2 separate regions of the Drosophila melanogaster genome follow, and region 1 is linked to region 2. Evidence: chromatin contacts called from public HiChIP or PLAC-seq data. All regions are on one chromosome and are shown on one strand. Each heading gives the region's core, a stretch centred on a gene start, on an enhancer-like site or on the middle of the called end of the contact. The rest is flanking DNA. Distances are from core to core; before and after follow the strand shown. Region 1 holds the start of MP1 (Melanization Protease 1). Region 2 holds the start of Gel (Gelsolin).

Region 1 (3,011 bases), core at 189-2,688, 73 kb after region 2:
TAATGCCTTTGCTCTACTCAACGCTTTGTAACCGCCTCACGACAATTTAAAAGCACTTAAAACAATTTCATATATCATTACAAATTGAAGTGGTATGCTTGTATATTTATGAATTTAAATGATTAGAAAAGATTAGAAAATCATGGAAATTAAATTGAATAACAAAGTGACTCCTTGGACGTCCACTTCTGAAACTATATTGGCTTATGGAGTACATAACCTCAGTTCTTTTTATACCAGTTACGCGTAGAGTAAAAGGGTATAATAAATTCTTTGAAAAGTACAAACTACATGTACGCATGGAAGCGTTTCCGACTATATAAAGTATATATATTCTTAATCAGGATCAATAGCCGAGTCGATCAAGCCATGTCCGTCTGTCACAGGCGCAGCGCAAGTTTGTTGTCCCATGTTGCCACACTTTTGAAAAATGTGTTATTTTCCTTGCCACGCCCACTGCAAGTACCTTAAACCGCACATAACTGCCACGCCCACAATTTTGAAAAATTGTTCGATATTTTTTCATAATTTTATTAGTCTTGTAAATTTTCTATTTATTTGGCAAAAAACTTTTTGCCACGCCCTAAAGCAGCTAAAGCCGGTCACGCCCTACTTTTGAACAATTATTAATTTTTTTTTTCTCATTTTATTCCCCAATACCTATTGATATCCCAGAAAAATTATGAAATTTCGCGTTCGCATTCACACTAGCTGAGTAACGGGTATCGGATAGTCGGGGAACTCGCATTCTCTCTTGTTATTTTTCTAACAATACTTAAAAAACTTAAGGTTACTGTATTTCTCTGGAATCTTAACGATAAAATAAGTATAATAGTATAGTAGTACAATCGTTTTAAATACCTATTAATGAAGTTTAGAGAATATATACGAAGTTAGAAAAATTGATTATGGAAACTACTTTAGGATATTTTCCTAAGTTTCTCCTAATTATTTTCAAAGATTTTATGTATCTGGCTACAAAAAAAGATTGGTAATGTTTAATTTTGATATTTTTCAAAATATTCGATTATTATGTTTTACAGAAATTGTTTTTACAGAGGGTTTGCAAATGTTTGAATGTGAAAATTCACTCTCTGTTAATAAAGTGGGTTTGCCAGATTTTTTAATGGATTGGCCCGTATGGACTTACAGATATCGTCCGACCCAAGATATTTCAGCCCTAGGAGAAGAGGGTAAGTATCATCTGCATTCTGTTGGCGTGGGAAGTTCCCTGATGAGCAACGCATAAAGAGCGGACCCAACATTGAGAGCGGGCTTTTTCGCCAGTATGGGTGTGCCCAAAACCAGACCCTGAGATAAACCCAGACTTGCACTCTCTTAATGCTGGTGTGCTTCCTCAGGTTGAACCATTCTCTGTGAGAGAACCGCTGATAAGCTGTAACTTAGAGCTCGATCGCATTCCAGTTTATAGCCACATTCAGTGTGTTCTCGGCAGGCGCTCTGTCAGCGTATCGTTCTTCCAAGTACAGTGCTATAGTACAGTCGAAGATATAACCATGGAACCGCACTTTTTTTTCACCGTACTGTGGATGCTATTGATGGGAACAAGCAGCACTTACGCACAAGGCAAGTGGTTTTGGCTCTCAGTCGTAGTCGGGGGTTGCTGGCATCAAAACACAAAGCAACCTCCTATCAGCGGTGAACTTCACCCCGAGTCGGGCTGAGTCGATGATAGTCACAGTGGGCTGGTCCCAGAACGCAGAAATCCCGTTCCCGCTGTTAATCACGACTATCTTTGAACCGGGCTTTACGATTTACGTTTTTTTTTTTCAGAAATCTTTGGGTATTGTAGAACGCCTGATGAGAACAGCGGCACCTGCATAAACCTCCGGGAATGTGGATACCTATTCGAACTGCTTCAAAGCGAAGAGGTTACGGAACAGGACCGTCGATTTCTGCAAGCCAGCCAATGTGGCTACCGGAATGGACAAGTGCTTGTTAGTACCCCCTTAAAAAGTTGTGGTGCTAAAATCGATTAAGATCATTTTCATCCATTGAACATATATATAAATTAATTCTTTTACTTATGGCTATCGCATCGAATCGCTTTTCGATGCGACGCCACCATGCATTCTTATTATCAACTTTTATCAATTTAGGAAAAACATTTTTGTTTTACCAATGTTCAGATTTGCTGTGCAAACAGCCGAATGCGAAACCAGCAACCTCAGTGGGGAAATCATCCTCAACCTACTCAGACCACTAAGCCTACAAAACGCTCTGGGACCAAACTGTTACCAATGGCGCCCAATTGCGGTGAAAACTTTGGAGACCGAGTGGTGGGTGGTAACGAGACGACAAAGAGGGAGTTTCCTTGGATGGCCCTAATAGAGTACACGAAGCGTGAGTAACCAAAATATTCCCTGCTGCAGGGACTAATCCCCCCCCCCCCCCATTTTACCAGCCGGTAACGTGAAAGGTCACCACTGCGGCGGATCTCTAATCAACCATCGTTACGTTCTGACGGCGGCACACTGCGTCTCGGCTATTCCCAGTGATTGGGAGCTGACGGGAGTACGCCTGGGTGAGTGGGATGCGAGCACCAATCCGGATTGCACAGTCGGTAAAAACGGACGACGGGACTGCAACGAACCGTACGTAGACTACCCTGTTGAGGAGCGTATTCCGCACCCGCAGTACCCGGGAAACTCACGGGACCAGCTAAATGACATTGCGTTGCTGCGATTGCGGGACGAGGTTCAGTACAGCGACTTCATATTACCAGTATGTCTGCCCACTTTAGCGTCCCAGCACAACAATATATTCCTTGGCCGAAAGGTGGTGGTGGCAGGGTGGGGTCGCACGGAGACAAATTTTACGTCCAATATCAAGCTGAAGGCTGAGTTGGATACGGTACCGACGTCCGAATGCAACCAAAGATACGCCACCCAAAGAAGGACTGTCACCACCAAACAGATGTGCGCCGGCGGAGTTGAGGGGGTTGATTCCTGTCGCGGGGACTCGGGTGGCCCCCTTCTGCTCGAGGACTA
Region 2 (3,087 bases), core at 91-2,590:
GTAACGAGGGCCCCTACGGCCTGATCATTTGCCCGTCCCGCGAACTGGCCAAGCAAACACACGAGATAATTCAACACTACAGCAAGCACCTCCAGGCATGCGGAATGCCTGAGATTCGTTCCTGCCTGGCCATGGGTGGTTTGCCGGTCAGCGAGGCCCTTGACGTCATCTCACGCGGCGTACATATTGTGGTGGCGACCCCTGGTCGTCTAATGGATATGCTGGACAAGAAGATCCTTACGCTGGACATGTGCCGGTACTTGTGCATGGACGAGGCTGACCGCATGATTGACATGGGATTTGAAGAGGACGTTCGTACGATATTCTCTTTCTTCAAAGGCCAGCGACAGACACTTTTATTCTCTGCCACCATGCCAAAAAAGATCCAGAACTTTGCTCGATCAGCTCTCGTGAAGCCTGTCACAATAAATGTGGGTCGCGCAGGTGCTGCGTCAATGAACGTCACCCAACAGGTTGAGTACGTTAAGCAAGAGGCAAAGGTGGTATATTTGCTGGACTGCCTACAGAAGACCGCGCCGCCCGTGCTCATTTTTGCTGAGAAGAAGCAGGATGTAGACTGCATACATGAGTATCTGCTGTTGAAAGGCGTGGAGGCGGTGGCTATTCACGGCGGAAAGGATCAGGAAGAACGATCGCGGGCAGTCGATGCTTACCGCGTGGGCAAAAAAGATGTGCTGGTGGCCACCGACGTGGCATCGAAGGGCCTGGACTTCCCTAACGTGCAACACGTTATTAACTACGACATGCCGGACGATATTGAAAACTATGTGCATCGTATTGGCCGCACAGGTCGTTCCAACACTAAGGGATTGGCTACGACGCTGATAAACAAGACTACCGAGCAGTCGGTTCTGCTCGACCTGAAGCACCTGCTAATCGAGGGCAAGCAAGAGGTCCCGGACTTCTTGGACGAACTGGCACCTGAGACCGAACACCAGCACCTGGACCTGGGTGACTCGCATGGCTGCACCTACTGTGGTGGTCTGGGCCATCGCATCACGGAGTGCCCAAAACTTGAGGCTGTTCAGAACAAGCAAGCTTCAAACATAGGACGTCGCGACTACCTATCTAACACCGCTGCGGATTACTAAACCACTACCACCACCAAATTAAAATAGTAATAAATAGATTAGTATACATACATACTTTTCTGGGAACTTTTAAATTTATTTTCACTCTGTTTTAAGTTCAGTTTGCTGCTTATCGCACGAAGCTTTGCTTATCAATCGTCCCAGCAACCCCAGAGAGCGATCTCGGCCGGACGCGCGCGCGTTTCGGGCTTAAGAAAAATATTATAAAAGCGAAGACGAGCTTTGGCTTTCGTTTAGTGTCTGAGGCAGAGCTCTGCATGCTTGTCGTTCGAAGCGCTTTTATTCAATCATCGCACTGGGATCGTGAGAAATTGCGCAGATCGTATTGACTTACAAGTAAGTGTGCCCCAAAAATTAAATGATGTTTTATCAGCAATATGTAATAACATCGCCCAGAATAGTAGGTTACTCTAGTATAAAGTAAAATTCAGACTAGCCTAAATGATTTCAATTGAAGGCTGATTATATAGACATTAACAACTTTCAAAGCTATTATTTTGCTGAGTTCATTTCGTTAAATTGGTCGTTGATTTGTCTTATCTACTGCTTTGAAAACAATCATCGGAACTGAGGTCGGTTTTATATTAGATAAGCCACTAGCTTTTTACCAAGCTGTGTGTTCTTGAAAAAATAAATTCATAACACTGTATAATATGATCAAATTAAATTGATGGTACCTACAAAATTTGGTTAATTTATCTCCGTTAAATTATCCCCAACTTCATTGGCATTTGGATTGGATTTGAATAATTGGATACACATTTGAATGTTTAAATGTTACCCATGCGCGCGGTTTGTCCAAGAATCCGTTTGTATGATTTTGGCACTGGAAAATGGGTAACTGCCTTTATCCAACCAATTCAAGCTGGTCCAACTTATGGCCGGCTTCGGAATATTATTCCGAACATGCTGTGGCCCATCACTTTCATTTCAAATAGGTATCATTTCGAAGTACGTATGACGTACTCCTGACTGGCTCCCAAGCCTTTACAAATTGGAACTAATGTGCTTGCCGACATAATTTAAAAATCTTATATGATTCCATCCCATACTGAGTTCTCAATAAAAACTGATTTCTTTTTTTTTGGCTGTGACCCAGTTGCAAGGAAGGGCCAAATGGGCTTGCCGCTTGACGAAAACAGTCGTGATCTCATACGCAGGTGAAACTAATTAACTGAATGACAATATGCGATTACACGCTTGCGGCACTTTTTTTTTGCTCTCCTTAACATTATGCTCTGATCAAGCAGCGCACTCGAGATACAAACATGATATCATACAAGAGAGGAGCTGGTGAGCAGAACAACTTTTCGGGAAATATTAAGTATCATTTAGCATTCTACAACTCACATTTAAGAAATCCATCAGGAAGTTTAGCTTAAACGAGTTTGGGGAAGCTCTTATTGTTGAAGACAATTATTATTATTTAAAGACGTTGTTTTCTGGGTGGCTGTATATAACATACGCGTACTTGTTGGCGGTTAAACATCAGTGCTCAGCGATTCGTTCGAAAATATTAACATCTTTCCTTCTCTTATTGCCCTGATGATTCTCTTACTTGCAGTTTCCACACACTCTGCTTAAATCTGGAAGAGCAACTGCCGCTGTTTGAACTAGAAACCAACGCTACGACAAAAATAAAGGCCAATACAAAAGATCGCGTACCCAAACACATCGGGCATATACGCTATTTGCGACTCACAGATACTTATCGCAACAATAAACAAAGCTCCTCGGAACCCTCGGTCGTCGACCAGAGAAGAGGCAGACTCGAAATGGATGCCTCCGGCGCCGCCACAATGGCAGTCCTCTCCAGGTAATGCAAGCGAGCAGTTCGCTGTCCAGAAAGCTCTGGGGTGATAAGTACTCAGTTCCTGAATTTTAACAAAACTTTAGCAGTCGTACGCGACATCGCTAACACCAATTCGAGAAAACAGCCGTTTCAAATAGAGTAAGTGCGTAAAAGTGGCTGCGG

The links. HiChIP or PLAC-seq counts read pairs in DNA pulled down with a chosen protein or histone mark.
Region 1: a contact with region 2 is called in an H3K27ac HiChIP or PLAC-seq map of the Kc167 cell line, with 4 times the contacts expected there. The contact joins the promoter of MP1 here to the promoter of Gel in region 2. A contact is called at or near these places in 1 of 1 datasets of contacts at CTCF or cohesin (the Kc167 cell line), 77 of 107 Hi-C or Micro-C datasets (the Clone 8 cell line, the D17-c3 cell line, the Kc167 cell line and 24 more) and 6 of 6 datasets of contacts at active chromatin or transcription factors (the Kc167 cell line and the S2 cell line).

What each region holds. Positions count from the first base shown.
Region 1 is chr3R:4,306,470-4,309,480 of dm6, forward strand. It overlaps MP1 (Melanization Protease 1), which reads left to right and starts at 1,439. Exons shown (of 4, transcript NM_141193.4): 1 at 1,439-1,587; 2 at 1,795-1,958; 3 at 2,151-2,364; 4 at 2,426-3,011. The coding sequence starts at 1,518. It overlaps Vps24 (Vacuolar protein sorting 24), which reads right to left. Exons shown (of 3, transcript NM_001316528.1): 3 at 966-3,011.
Region 2 is chr3R:4,233,877-4,236,963 of dm6, forward strand. Gel (Gelsolin) reads left to right here and starts at 1,341. Exons shown (of 9, transcript NM_206427.4): 1 at 1,341-1,448; 2 at 2,212-2,272; 3 at 2,677-2,928. The coding sequence starts at 2,888. It overlaps abs (abstrakt), which reads left to right. Exons shown (of 1, transcript NM_079496.4): 1 at 1-1,165. The coding sequence ends at 1,112. It also overlaps asRNA:CR46255.